2 separate regions of the Capra hircus genome follow, and region 1 is linked to region 2. A link is a contact called in public Hi-C data. All regions are on one chromosome and are shown on one strand. Each heading gives the region's core, a stretch centred on a gene start, on an enhancer-like site or on the middle of the called end of the contact. The rest is flanking DNA. Distances are from core to core; before and after follow the strand shown. Region 1 overlaps ANKMY2 (ankyrin repeat and MYND domain-containing protein 2). Region 2 overlaps BZW2 (basic leucine zipper and W2 domain-containing protein 2).

Region 1 (7,796 bases), core at 1,355-3,854, 49 kb before region 2:
CAGTACAGAGCTTAAAGACTGGTGGCAGTGAGAAGGGAGTGAGAGCTTTACGAGGAAGAGCTGATGAAGAGAGAGCAGTTGAAGCCAGCATTGGAAGATGTAAGACTGCATATTTATGAATTGTTGTAGGTTCTCACATATGCCCCAGTCTCAGTCCCCTGTGAGTAAGCTTTCTCTTGTTTTCTCATAACCATTCATTCATTCACACTCTCTTTTTTGGGTGTGGTCAGCATAGACACTGGGCAACATGTGAGCTGGACAGAAGAGGGAACAGAACTACATGTATCCTATAGTTCTTTTTCAAAATTATTTTAAAATATTAGATTCAATACTTCATATCTAATATATTAGAATTTATTAGAAAAAATGCCAACTCTTACATTTATAGAATATGAAAACTTAATTACCAACTTCGATGAAATCTAAACCAGACGTCAATGAACTTAACTTCATTCTTACCATTTTGCACACTGAGCATCTTTTACTTGCTCCTTTTTCTCCACAGGTAGTGCAAAATTCAACATCCACAAAACCCACCTGACCAGTGATGGCTTGGGTAAGCACAGAGAATGCAGTGGGATCAGAACCCTAGAGGAAGAAAGAAGAGGAGAAAAAAAAAAAACTCTGAAATCACCATGGACAGAGGAGACACTTCCAGAAAAAGAGACAAAATGATTAAGGCGAGAGAGAGCCTGCACAGACTTTAGGACACCTTTCTGAGCATCTTTTTCTGCACCAAGTACATGGCAGGTAAGTCATGGATCCAGATGTTCAGAAAGAAAAAATCTGGCTCTATTCTAGAATAAATGTATTTTTCAACTGGGATTATTCAGTAAGCATACAAAGATTTCAGATATAGGACAGTGAACTCAGAGTGGAGTTTCCTTCTGAGAATTAAGACAATATATAATACATATTCTGAGGGACAATTTATAGGATACATCACAAATGTTTATCATAATTCTTAAAAGTTTAATGCAACTTAAGTGTTTTAAAGAACTTGTCTATTAAAAACTATTTACTTGATGTAGATCCACAATTCTAATAGATAAAAATTATCACTGTTATCACTGAAATGCTCTAAACTCTTAAGATTAAAGAGCTATACATGTGGTTGCATTAGGTTATTAAGAAAAACCAAAAATATGAAAATTATACAGTTATTGAAAATCAGAATGGCTTGCTAAAGAGGATTTATGAAATTTCTTAACAGAGGAAATTATAACGGCAAATATTTATCTGCCTGGGGTAATGCTATTAAGACCTATTTAAATATTTATCTGCCTGGGATAATACTATTAAGATCTACTTAGAGCAATTACAGGGTATGGAGCTATCATACCTATTCACAACAGTTCTTATTTCTGAGTTTTTCAAATTTGCTTCTTTATTCTTAACTAAAAATGTGGAAATTTTCATAGTTTACATTTTTATTTTTATTTGCTTTTCCTTTCTAAGAATATTTACTTTACCAGTTATACATAACAAATAACCACCTTGGAACACTGTTTTACACTGCACTCATTTCAAAACCACTTTACTCCTCCTGAAAACAAATAATTACTAAGTTTCTTTTTAGTTCAAGAGTTAAGAATTCTCTTTTGGAATGAAGATAATATAACAGTGAGAAAAAAGAGCTAAAATAAAACCTCAGATACTAGTTATAAGTTAATAATTTCATCAGGAATGAATGTCTATGGCAGTTGTGCTGAAGAGAGGGTGTGCATCAGACAGCTTGTTGAAAATTGCCACAACTACACAGATGCCCTTGCAGCAATGAAAACCCAGTGCAGCCAAAAATTAAAAATAAATAAATAAAAATTCAGGGGGAAAAAAATCATGACTGAGACATGTTCAAAATCTTCCCCAAGATGGGACTTTTGTAGGAGTCACAAAACAATGATATTCTCACAAATATACCAGAAGTAAAACTGAAATATTTTTTGCTAGAAATATGGCTATTAATGTGAACTATTGCCTCAGAAAAAAACTGATGGTACAGCAGAGCAACCATGTGAAATCTTTCTTGTCACAGTTGAGTGATAAGAATTCTTTCTTACTATAAAAAACCTTGTCATCTACTTTGTTAAATATGTATCCTATAAAATCAGAGACCTTAGCTAGCCTTCCAGAAGTTAAAATATACACCTTCAAATGATAAAGCAAAATATCTTTAACAGTGTCATGTTACAATGCTTGAGCAGCATCTCTTCAACACAGCTATGCTTCACACCTCCTGCTGAACTCTGTGACAGGCAGACGCCAGAGTTCACGACAGGCAGAGGTTTGGGCTCAGGCACTAACACTGTCAGGAAATACCACAGGTGATCTTCATGGCAGCCGGCCGTGAGAACCACCATGTCATGGGACAAGGTTAATACTGCTTCAGAGGCTTCTGAACTTACAGAATACTGGAATCTGTCAGGCAGCCAACAGTGGCTATCTGGGACAACGCACAACCACAAGCACTGCAGATCAAGTCTTCAAGACAGCAGAAGTTTTTAAAGAGAGAAATGTTTCTAAAATGCATTAAATAAATATTATCTTGATTACTGATGACTCAGATCACTAGGATAAACATCAGTCAAACACCATACTAACTACACTGTTCTATGATATAGGGCTAAGATGGATTGTTGAGTCCTACACTGACCTGCTTTGACTTTTTAAAAAGTACTCCGACCTGCTATTTTTAGTTTTTCTGTTTTCTCCCTTAAAGGTACAATGTCAGCTACACTTATTAGTGCTGGATATCGCTCAGCAGCCACTGTTAATTGCTTCTCTGATAAGCTTATGCTTTCCAGCTCTAGACCAATTTTATTTTCTTGCCTGCCTAGGACGGGAATATGAGTTTGGAGGAAGAGCATTAGATGCCTTGCAACGGTGAGGTTATTAGCATATGCATGATAATCCACGGCTAAAGAATTCTGGGTGAGAAAATGGGAAAGGATTTGGGTCCCTAGTTCACTGTACCAGACTGGGTCTGCCTACCCCTGGGCACATATTTAATATGTGAATTAAGTAAGCTCTGATCTATTTAATTCATAGTTGGCTGGAGTATGATATGCACAGCCAAAACACATTCATAATTGATAAGCTACCCTCATAATACGCTAACTTTAAACTTCCAAAAACTTAAACACCAAATAGCCAAGTGTATTAAAGAGCAAGCGGAAAGAATCTCTATGTGAAATCATGGCGAACTCTCAGGAATAAATCAATGCATGAACATCATGAAATCATCTTGTCTTCTTAGGCCTTTCTTCTTTAATGGTTCTGATTGGATGAAATTTTAATATATAAAAGGAGCACCTGGAACTCATTTTTAGTCCTGATTTTTTCAGGCTGAGAATGATACAACAGCCTAGCGAAGGCAGAGAAGAACCGACATTGCCAGAGGGAGGGAGGAAGGCATGGATGGTAACAGTGTCAGGACCAGTTTCTTGCCTAATACACAAAGGCTGATAAGGGATTTCACTGAAATGTGTAAAAGCATAACTGGTATAGATAAGGTGATCTGAAAGCTATCCAAAATAGGGAAGGCAGGGAGTGTCTTTAATACCACTTAAATAAATACATGACGAAAGTTAAGTAAAGAACAGATAATAAAGTTCAAATTTACTTCCCATAACTGTTAAGTATAAATAGACTTTTTTTAATGTGTGGAAAATTTATAAAATCAGAGGCATTAAGGGAGGATCTAGGAAGCGGGACATACTTTAAGACTGTTTAGCAGGATACACAATGCGCTTTCCCATAACTCATCCCCTCCCATCCCCCCAACAGGAAACCATCAAAGTAGACATTCAATTCCTACTTCCATCTAGTACGGGATTTTACGCTAGTTTTTCACAAGCTACATTTGAGAACAAACGTGGGTCTGTATTACGTACTGAGGTTTCACCGAGTCATTAAAAACGTAAATATCCACTGTAACTATAATATCTATATTCTGATCTAAGGAAATACTGTGCATTAAACCATGAGCTATATAAATGAAAGAAGAGGTCTGACGGGGAAAATGCATAAACAGAAACAATGTTAGCAGGCAAATCTGTCTCCATGTTTGTTTCTGAAATTTTCCTTAAGATAATTATGCCTTCATTAGGTAACTAAATAATGCTGAGGAGAACATGCCTCTAATTGTATAAAACATGGCAATTAGGTTTTATTGACGGAGTCAACCTAGTTAGGAAGAGCCTTACGACTTCGACAGGAGCAATGCTTCGCACCAGCTGCTGGAGGAGAGTAGCTTCACAATAAGGGAATTTTCTGATGCTTTCTCGAATGATCTTTTCTTGATATACTGGAAAGCCATCAGACGCTCGGCCTTTTAACAAGCTGAAAGACAGTTTGAAAAGAGTAACTGGAATTGAATTGCCAAGCATTTCCTCCCAGCTGAACACATGAACTTCGAGTAGTTCCTTCCTCGCTCCGTGGGCCTCCCTGGTAGCTCCAAGGGAAACAAATCTGCCTGCAGTACAGGAGACCGGGGTTTGATCCCTGGGTTGGGAAGATGCCCTGGAGGAGGGCAAGGCAGTATTCTTGTCTGGAGAATTCCATGGACAGAGGAGCCTGGCGGGCTACAGCCCATGGGGCTGCAGAGTCAGACATGACTGAGTGATCAACACTTTCACTTTTCTTTGCTGCTTACGATTTTCACTGTGTAGTCACCTCATGAGGATTGATTCAATTCAAATTGCTATTCCACCTGCCCATTAGGCCAGGTCTTATCAGGTTTAGGAGCCCAGGGATGTATTTTAAAAGGTGACCCCTGACGTAAAACACACTAGACATTTATCAGATTAGCTGGTTACTTATTACCATGGCAGTTATTTGAACAAAGAATGTAAACTCTGATTAAGTCACACCCTTCCAACTTAGTTCTCTTTTCTTAGTAAAATCATGAGAATCTGACCCCTGGACTTGGGCTACCTTCTAGCAGTAAGTATGATTTTACAAATGCTTTTTAACCTCTCCAAACTTCAGATTTCTCACCCATAATTTAGGATAGCAAAAATGCTGTAAATACTACAGAATGGAATAGTCAATCCAGGGCCCCTGGTTTCTGGCAGATTGAATGTGATCTCAACAATAACAGCTGTTGCTAAAATGTTTAATTTTTAAAGCCATAATGAGATTTCATATAATAAAACATTATCCATTTGAGTATATTTTATACATGACATGGTAAAAACTGTACCTTTTGATCAGAGTGTCCAATTTATTTTCTCTGTCCTTTAAGAAGTTAATACATTTCTGAAAGATACAGCTGATGTAATGCATTTTCATAGCCAGTACTTCATTCATGTCTCTTTGCTTCATACATTTCTCACAAATCAAATCCATCACCTTGTAGCATTTATTCAGAGCTGCTTCTTCTGCCAGCAGAGGATTCTCGTTTATAAGCATCACAATCTAGAAGAAACCCCAGTGAGCTTAGAAATTCCATAAGAGATTTTTCCATGCTCAATTTAGGCAGTCAGTTTTGATTACCAAATGAAGTCTTTCTCATGGTCACATATTTGCTATGTTAATTCAAATAAAAATACAACTTGCCACTGATCAAGTTGTGAAACTAACAACAGAAGGACACCATGAAATCTCTCGAACTCTGTATTTCAAAGTTATTGTGTTGTTTGCCATCCAGTTAAACTAAGTATTAGTTGGCCACTTGGAATCATGGTTTCTATATCTGTTAAAAGCTCTTTTACTCAAGATAAAAGTGTTAGTCATTCAGTTGTGTCCGACTCTTTGCAATCCCATGAACTGTAGCCCATCAGGCTCCTCTGCCCATGGGACTGTCTAGGCAAGTATTAGAGTGGGTAGCCATTCCCTTCTCCAGGGGATCTTCCTGACCAAGGGATTGAACCTGGATCTCCCATACTGCAGGCAGATTCTTTATCGCCTGAGCTAGGGAAGTTCTCTTACTAAAGATAAGCATGGCATATTTGCACACCCTTTATATACAGAAACGAATCACAGAGCAATCACTACTTTTAGCTAATAATACTGAGCATTAGGATTTCATGGCTAGGAAAACCACAATTCTCATTCATTCTTGTCAATTATAAGGAAATGAGGTTTTTATAGGCAGAAGTCTAAAAATAAAAGGTATATTGCTTGCTAACTACATTTCTCTGTGGAAATTTTCCTAATATGCTTCTAATCATTAATATGAATAGATGAAAGAGGAAAGCAAAACTAGATTTTTAAAAGGGGGTAAAGGAGAGTTATCCAGTATGATGTATTATGGGTCCTACACTTCCCAAATACACACAGATTAAGCCCAAATTCAGTGTAAGAAGGAGTATTTTCTTCTTTATTGATTGCATAGGACACCTGTACAAATCCGTATAACATAACAGTAATGTAAATATATGGGAAACAGAGGCACAACTGTGTTCTCAGAGCAGAAAGTCATTCGGTATTCGTTAACCTATGTGTCACAGTAAAATACCTATCCCAGGTAACTGAAACGTTAGGAAACAACAGATGGTGGATTTCATGAATCAGATCCTTTTCTTTAGACAAGGAGTAAGGTAACTGTTAACTCAAGGAAAACCCATGCCCAAGCCTCCTACGTGAAAATTTAACATAAACTAAATGTTCTTGTTAAATTAAAATAAGACTTTTACTTATTTCTGACCCTAGTGATAACACAGCCCAGTCTTTCACTTCAAATATAGCACTCAATAATAAACTAGACTGCATGAAATAAGTATAATCAGAATCCTTATTGATAAATTTGCTGACAACTTCCTCTACCATTATATAATTCAAAAGTTAATTTGTGGCAGAGAAGAAAAGAATCATTAATTATTTATATTTTTCCTATCAACTACCATCACTTGATGCCATTTGCTCAATATTTTGTATACATTATGAATCAAAACATAGGATCTAAACTTGGATGTGAGAATTCCTTAAAAAAAAAGCAAACACCCCAAATAGAACCCAGATTAATGATTTTTTTGTTTAAGACTTAGACTTTATTTACTTTATAATATATGTCAGTAAACCTCATGGACTGTAGCCTGCCAGGCTCCTCTGTCCATGGAATTCTCCAGGCAAAAATACTGCAGTGGGTTGCAATTCCCTTCTCCAGAGGATCTCTTGGACCCAGGGATTGAACCCAGTATATTCTTTACCAGCTGAGCCACCAGGGAAGTCCAAACACAATGAAAAATGATATATATCCACAGCTCAATGGTGAGCTCATGGAAGCATTTATCATAGCTGCACACAAAAGAAAGAATACTTGAATTAGTTTCCTTCCTTCAGTCTCTGAAGCATTATAAAAGGATACTTATTATAAATGGAAACATTATTATTAATAATTACTGAGGATGAATAAATAAATTCTGGGCTTAAAAATCATCAAAAAACAGGATCACTTGCACACATCTATCTTCTGATCACTTACAGACCCTGCTAAACTCTACTGTCATTCTTCCTTTTGCCTCTGTTTTTCTCCATTATAAACGTCTATATCTTGGCCATCAGCACAACTCCCTAAGTCCCTGTTGAAAACCCACATCCTTATTGCTATAGCAGCCACTTAACCTCCTCACAAATGTATCTGTGTTAGGTACACTGTGGCAAAAGCTGCACTGTTGGATCAAGTGTTGGATTGTGCTTATTTTTAAAGGTCTTTGATTTGACTGGTGGCTATTAGTCACTTTTTTTTATAATATGCCCTCTGAAGACCCATGTCAGCTTGAAAAGGGGTAAAGCAATGAAAATGGCCCATAACCAAAGCAACTGGGCAGCTTTTAACTAAAGTGTGGATAAAG
Region 2 (7,543 bases), core at 954-3,453:
GTTTTGGTACATAAATTGAATAATAATTTTTCCACATTCTTGAGAATGTTTTTTAATTACAATTTTAAAAAACTTTGAAAGAGAAATAGTTTGCTTCACATTATCTTGAATTGTTTGGTCTTCATAACTTAGGCAATCTAGATACATTTTCAGATTGTAATATTTATGTCAGCAAGGTTATTCTCAGTTTGTAGAAGCTCTTTTTAGAGCAGGTTTTTCACTTTTTTAAAAGATAATTTATGATACTTTAAATTATTAACTCCAGTAGAAGAATTAAAAAGCCCAAATATGCATCCTCTGAAGTAAACAAACAAATGAAAAACTGTTTCTTGTCTCATTTTTAAATGTTCCTTGCCTAGAAAAGCAAATATTACAAGTACCCCCTTTTAACCAAAAAATTATGCTTTGCACTCTTTTATTCAATTTGCTTTTTTCCCTTCACAATTTACCTTGAACATCTTTCTCAGTATGACAGCTTACTGACAATTATTTATTCAATACTTGATCTCAGTGTTGTTTTAGGTGCTAAAGATACAGTTTTGAGTAAAACTTGTGAAGTCCCTGCCCACAGGGAGGTTACACTGTCTTCAGGGCAATAGACCGTGGCAAACAAATCCTAAAGAATGCCAGGGGCTGCTATAAGCAATGAAGAGAAATAAAGCTAGAGAAAGACACGGAGCCTTGTTAGTCAGGATGGTCTGGGAATTTCTCTGAAAAGGAGGTGTTTGTATGCAGAGAGTAAAGCCACATGAATGCCTTGGGAAAGAGTCTTCCCAGAAGAAAAATGACCTTCCCTGGCCCAGTGGGAAAAGCAGAGGGCTGGGTGACTAGAGGAGTGAGTGATGGGAAAAGATAGGTATAGGAAACTTAATCAGAGAGGTAGCCAGGGCCATATGTAGTACATTTGGATCTAATTTATTTTGTAATGCTTCATAGTTCCATTCAATGGCTTATTATAACTTATTGAACCAGATACTGGTTTATGGGTATTTGACTTTTTCATTTATTTATGCATCCAACAATGTTGCAACTAAATCCTTTTAGATACACATGAGTATATTTACATACCATGAGTATATTTACATACTTGGTGGGTATAACTAGAATAAATTCCTTGTAAAGAAATTGCTGGACCATAGGTTTTGTACATGTAAATATTTATATTCACCAAATGCGTTCCAAACGTATTGCATGGACTTTATCCCTTATGCCAAAGTTTATGTCTATGATTATTTTCCTTGTGTCTTTTGTCAACACTAGAGGCAATGGCACCCCACTCCAGTACTCTTGGCTGGAAAATCCCATGGACGGAGGAGCCTAGTGGGCTGCAGTCCATGGGGTCGCGAAGAGTCGAACACAACTGAGCGACTTCAGTTTCACTTTTCCCTTTCATGCATTGGAAAAGGAAATGGCAACCCACTCCAGTGTTCTTGCCTGGAGAATCCCACGGACGGGGGAGCCTGGTGGGCTGCCGTCTATGGGGTGGCACAGAGTCGGACACGACTGAGGTGACTTAGCAGCAGCAGATATTATAAAACTTTAAATGTTTCGCTATTTCAGTAGTTACAGTTATCTCATTTTGAAAAGTATATTTAGATGAGTAAAGTCAAACATACTTACTGGAAATATATGGACTGTTTATTTGAAGCACATAATCTTTATTTTTTTGTTTTTAGAAATTTTATGAATAAGCATCAGAAGCCAGTGCTAACAGGCCAGCGGTTCAAAACTCGGAAAAGGGGTAAGTTGTGTTGTGTTTGTGTGTTTATGGTGGAGGCAAGGAGGGTGGTTGGGGGGAAATGTTGTTTAAAGTGCTAATCAATATATAAGTTTGGAGAATGTCAAATTTAACAATATAAAACCAGTTATTTTACTAGCAAAAGCCAATTTATTCAAGAATAGTCCAAAGAAATTGCAATTCTGGATATTTGAACTATGGGGCAAATCAGAACAAGGGTGAGGAACTTGCCGTTGTAGAGAAAAGAGAGAAGCTGAGAGGGGCTGTAATAACCCAAGTCACATTAGGAAGCTAGAGGTCCAAAGTATGCAGGCTTCTCATAGGTTGCACTGGTACACTCTCTGATTGGCTGGGCTGTGGTTAGGTGGAGAAAAGTTTTGTTCTTCCTTCTGGATAGTAAAGTAGGCCATAGCTTTCTGTTGGAGACTAGAGGTGAAGGCATTAGTCTCTTCCTGTTTGGAATAATTGATGGTGCATGAGAGAGTGTAAGAGCTCCCCCTACAGGCATGTCTGGGCTCCAGTTGTAGCTGAAGTGAAGGGACGTGAAAGTCACTCCGTCATGTCCGACTCCTTGCAACCCCATGGACTATACAGTCCATGGAATTCTCTAGGCCAGAATACTGGAGTAGTTAGCCGTTCCCTTCTCCAAGGGGATCTTTACCAGCTGAGCTACCAATGAAGCCCACTTTTAGGTGAGGTTTCTTAATTCCACAAAGAAAATTAGTATTATCTTTGTTTCCACCTAACCTCATTAATTCCTGTCTTTTGAGCTCTGACTGTAAAATCTAAAGTTCGGCATTCAAGCTTCAGAACTGCCAGTTATTTAGGTGTTTGATTTTTGAACAAGTCATTTAACTTGTCTGAGCTTTGTGTCTTTAGCTACAAAATGAGGGTAATTATGTCTGTTCAGGTTCCCTTAGTCTCATGTGAGGCTATGAAGGCAATTGATAAATTTTACTATTTTTGACATTTGCACTTGGTTTTTGCTTTCTTTATGTTTTTAAGAAAATGTTCATATGCAAAGATAGTAAAGCTACGAGGAGTAAATGAGGAAAAGAGATATAATAGAGCTGTAACCGTTTCAGAATTTTAGAAAGTCGAATGAATTTACCTAAATATCTTTAAAACTTTAAAATTCATGATATTTTCAAGTGTCTTTTATTGTGGGAAAAGTAGTGATAAAGCCAGTTTGATGGTGGCTGTTAAAACATCTGTATGTGTGACTCCTTTTGTGTTCATCTTACCATTTCTCTGCATAAAGAATTTTTAAGTATTCTAAATATTTAACCAGTTTTGTATAATTATACAGAAATCCTCTTGGATTTAAGAATAGTTGAGCTAAAACTTGGTTGGGAAACTTTTTAAAATATGAAACATGGTATGACTAACACTGAGGAAAGTGACTGAAAAATATTTAAGGAAGTATCATGTGTAAAGATAAAGGATGATTGAATATCTTTGTGAAGGCCTCATTGCTGATTATGAAACAGAAGCTATGTAATGGTCTTCTAGCACTAAACTGTTGAATTGTTAACCTGTGTCAGAGGCCTTTGGCATTCCCCACCAGTGTCTGTAGCTGAGGTTCTCTTGTAGTGGTGTCTATGTAAGAAGCAGCCCAGTGTGGTCATGTAGAAAGAAAAGATTTCTCAATACAATGGGTCAATTGAATAAGAAGACATTATAAGAATATACACTCAGTAGCAGTAAGTCTAAATTTAACTGTAAATGCTGCCTGCAAAAAAACTTCACATTCTCTCTAAAAAATGAAAAAAAAGTTTTAAAAACCAAAAAAGTAGTTATTTTGTACAGTATTTCTGTCTTATATGCTTTTATTTTTATGTTTTTATTTTTTGCATTCTTGACTCATCCCCATAAATGAAGAACAAGTATAGCCTGAACCACCCCCTGTGTTTAGTCCTTTAAAAAACTGTGTCCCCACTTACACAATGAGGATTGAAGTCTGGAAGCAGATAGCCATGCAAGGTGCCGAAACCAGCATGCATTCTTTGTCTCATTGTGTAAAGCAGTCTTGGGAAAAAAATAAATAAATGACGTCGATGATTTCCAAAGGACTTAATCAGAAATCTAGTCACAGTTAAGGTATTCTTGCTCCTGGTAATGTGATAATATTTAACGTATGCCCCACTGTGAGGTGAAGAAAGGTTTGCCACCACCTGCCCGCTGAGGGAACGTGTTAATCTCAGACCTGGATCTTCAGCTCAGGCAGCTTTCTTAACGTGACGCTGATTCACGGTAGCTGAGCTCCAACGCCAGGAGAGGGCCTTAGGATGGATTGCACAAGAGCAAGCATGAGTCAACGAGTAAACTGGCTCTTACAGTCAGTCAGTTCTGAAACAGAAAGGTTGCCTCTCATACTGAACTGGTTTGCCTCTGATTCATTTGACAGGCAAGATTGTGCCTGCGTCTCATTGCTTCAGGAGTACACACAGAGAGCCACCCAGAAATATGTTATCCATAATTTGCCAGTTGATCTAGATTTATATAACTCAGGTCTGTTGAGGATTTAAAGCTGCATTTGAGCCATTTTGTGCAAACTGCTGACTGGGGGCAAAAATGGATCAGCCTCATTTTCTGCTTTTCATAACAGTAAACTGCCTCCTGACAATTCATCGTGTTTTGGCTTTTCTTTTGCTATTATGATGGGGCTGACTTCAGATAAATGGTTGGCAATTTCATAGAGCTGAGAAAAGAAATCTGCAGAGGATATTTCAAGGTCATTTTAATAGGCTGTCTTCTGAAGCTCTGTCTTCAGTTTGTAACTATTCCCTAGCACAGCTAATGCTCTTCCCTGCCAAGTTAGTCTAAAAATGTTTTGTTCTTTTTTTTTTCTTCTTAACATCAAAATGAAATATTATGGTGTGTGCATGCTAAGTTGCTTCAGTCGTGTCTGACTCTTTGTAACCCCATGGGCTGTAGCCCACCAGGCTCCTCTGTCCTTGGGGATTCTCTAGGCAAGAATACTGGAGTGGGTTGCTATTCCCTCTTCCAGGGGATCTTCCCAAACCCAGGATCAAACCCGTGTCTCATGTCTCCTGCATAGGCAAATGGGTTCTGTAACATTAGCACAACCTGGGAAGCCCAAACATTATAGTAGGGCACATCATATAGCACTTATCCTTTATGAAATATGCACATCTTACTTGTAATATTTTCTCCAAAGAAATTATGTTTTCTGCTGCGACTTATGGGAATCTGAGAAGGATGAACACTTCTCGCCTCAGCCATTGTTATGCTTAGATGAAATGAGCGAGGTGAAATGTTTAATAATTCAAGTGGTCCCCCTCTAAATTTTGTAGAAAAATACAATTAAAATTAGTGAAAATAGGAGTGAGAAAAAATGACCAAACATCAGGCATCCAGAGTGACCACATACTCAGGTTTCTCTCTGAGGCTTTAGATCTGAGTTGGCAGTTTTGAATAACTTAAGATTTGTAATAAATGGTGTTAGGAACTAATGAAGTAAATCATTTAAGGTAATATATATTGGAAGTCAATCTGTGTGTATGGTTAGAAAATCCATCATATTTACTGTTGGTTGTTTAAGGTGAAAAAGAACCTTTGGGTAAAAGTATTGTCTTGTTTCCCCAAACTTCCATTAACATTCTTGCCATTTTCCTGTACAGGAATTTTATATTCCTGCAGATGAACACTTAGCACATGGGAGTTCTGTTCTTCATCCTGCAAGATAATTATTAATCCTTCCAGGCCGTCATGACTTTTTAAGATTCCCAAGCTATACATGAGCATTTTGACCTACTGCATTATTACTCACTGTTGAAATAGCTCTGGCTGTAATATACTGCCTTCCTCTCTGTTAGCAAGTCTTTTGAAAAAGTGTAACTGGAGGGTGAAAGCCTTTTCACAAGCAAAAGTTTTTAAGTTGTCTGTTAGATTCAAAACAAAGCTGTCTGTATTTGTAGCTTGGTCTGGATTGTACTTTATTGACCAACTCATATTATCCAATGCTTCGAATTTATAATTTTCAAACCATCAAAAAGTCTGTTCTTCTGCCTGAATCAACATCCTAGTATGTTGGGGTGCCATTATGTGGGTGGCCTCAGTTGATTTTGGGAGCTGGTCACAAGTTTTAGTAAGCTTAATAGTCCTCCCTATTGGCTTAGATGGTGAAGTGTCAGCCTGCAATGCAGGAGACCGAAGAAGGAAATGGCAACCCACTCTAGTATTCTTGCCTGGAGAATTCCATAGACAGAAGAGCCTGGCTGGCTACAGTCCATGGGGTCACAAAGAATTAGACACAACTGAGTGACTAATACTTAGTGAGCAACCTGTGGTCTTTTTTTCACTTCTCACGTTTTTTTATTAAGGGAAACAGAACTTTTTCCCAAGGTGGGAGGAGAATTACCCTTTAGCTGGACGCCCAGCAGGGGGATGATGCTTGCCAATGAGTTCGTCTTTCTGGTCACAGTTGCCTGCTCCTCCCACACCCCATGATCTGTTCTTGTAGGGCGCCCATTCTCTCCCTCCCCCGCTTCACAACAAGACCCTAATTATGTTTTCCCCCACAGTCAACATTTGCATGTTCTTGTCTGCGTAATGTTTTGCTTATGGAATCAAAGGGACTTTTATCTCTTGTTCATGGCAAATAGTGTTCAAGTTAATTTACATCTGTCTTCGTGGAATCTTACGCTGTGACTGGTACTGGGAATGCCATTCTTCTCTGCTTCTGAGGTTGTGGTATTAACCTCTTACAACACATCCTTTCTGTTACACCGTAGGTAGGCAGTCTGTAAAAACCAGATAGCTGCTCTCTGGTTTAAAATGTAGTTTTTAATTGTGTCTAAGTCATGCACGTACATGGTTTGAATAGTCCACACATACATGGCTTAAATAGTCAAACCATTCTGCAAAACATGTTGTAACAGCAGCAAGTCTGTTTTCCAGCAGTCTTCTTTCTAACCTTTAACTGGTTCTTTCCGCATTTGCATTCCTATGACCACATAACACTTCTACTTGGCTGTTTCTTGATGTTTCTGTTGGAGAGGTATATTATGGATGCACTTTCTGCTGTGGGAGATGAGGATTTGTCTCTTTCACGCCCCCCACCCACCTGCAGAATCCTCTTCTTGGTCTGTGTTCTTTCATTTTATCAGTTTTAGCTAGACTCCTGATTAGGGGTTATATCATTGTGACCTGGTACATGGTCTTCAGAGCTAAACTATAATTTATTTTTCTGAACACCATTTTCACTTTGGATTAAATGAGTTTATAGTAATTGATTTTTTTTTTCTTAGCTTTCTGTACCTTAAAACTAGACAGCACTACACTTTCCTTTGTTATGTAAATCTCTTCATATAAACACTTTTGGAATTCTAACAATGACATTTTATTGAAGGAATTCTAACTATGTATCATTTCATACTGTATGATTGCATTGGAAAACACTCTTCCATTCAGTTTGTTCTTTAGGCCACTTGTCCAGTTGTTAACAGTACAGCTTGAAATGTCCCTTTTCCTACTATCCTGAAAAGTACTGTTGTCTGTCTCTTAGATTTTTTTCTCTTTTTCCCGGGATCTCATAACTTAATAAGATCATGAAATCATGAGTTACTCTCCTGTTTTGGTGGAGTGTCTGTTTCAATTGCTTTTTAAAAAGAGTGAATGAGAAACATAATTTTTGAGGCCTTGAATGTTTTAATATGTGTTTAATCTGCTCTTACGTAGCAATGGGGACAATAAAGGACAGAAGTGGTATGGACCTAAAAGAAGCAGCAAATATCAAGAAAAGGTGGCAAGAATACACAGAAGAACTATACAAAAAAGATT

What was found. A called contact is a pair of places that touch in the nucleus more often than the background predicts.
Region 1: a Hi-C map of blood shows a contact between it and region 2, with 2.1 times the contacts expected there. The contact joins two enhancer-like sites. A contact is called at or near these places in 3 of 5 Hi-C or Micro-C datasets (blood and liver).

What each region holds. Positions count from the first base shown.
Region 1 is chr4:95,419,214-95,427,009 of ARS1.2, reverse strand. It overlaps ANKMY2 (ankyrin repeat and MYND domain-containing protein 2), which reads right to left. Exons shown (of 10, transcript XM_018047354.1): 6 at 5,204-5,418; 7 at 4,233-4,341; 8 at 460-588. Among named protein-coding and RNA genes, the nearest start is that of ANKMY2, 30 kb to the right of the region's middle. Within about 2 kb of position 2,604, at least 1 of the 5 cell types and tissues checked has an H3K27ac peak or open chromatin away from gene starts, as enhancers often do.
Region 2 is chr4:95,369,886-95,377,428 of ARS1.2, reverse strand. It overlaps BZW2 (basic leucine zipper and W2 domain-containing protein 2), which reads left to right. Exons shown (of 12, transcript XM_005678994.3): 2 at 1,677-1,741. The coding sequence starts at 1,684. Among named protein-coding and RNA genes, the nearest start is that of TRNAC-GCA, 14 kb to the right of the region's middle. Within about 2 kb of position 2,203, at least 2 of the 5 cell types and tissues checked have an H3K27ac peak or open chromatin away from gene starts, as enhancers often do.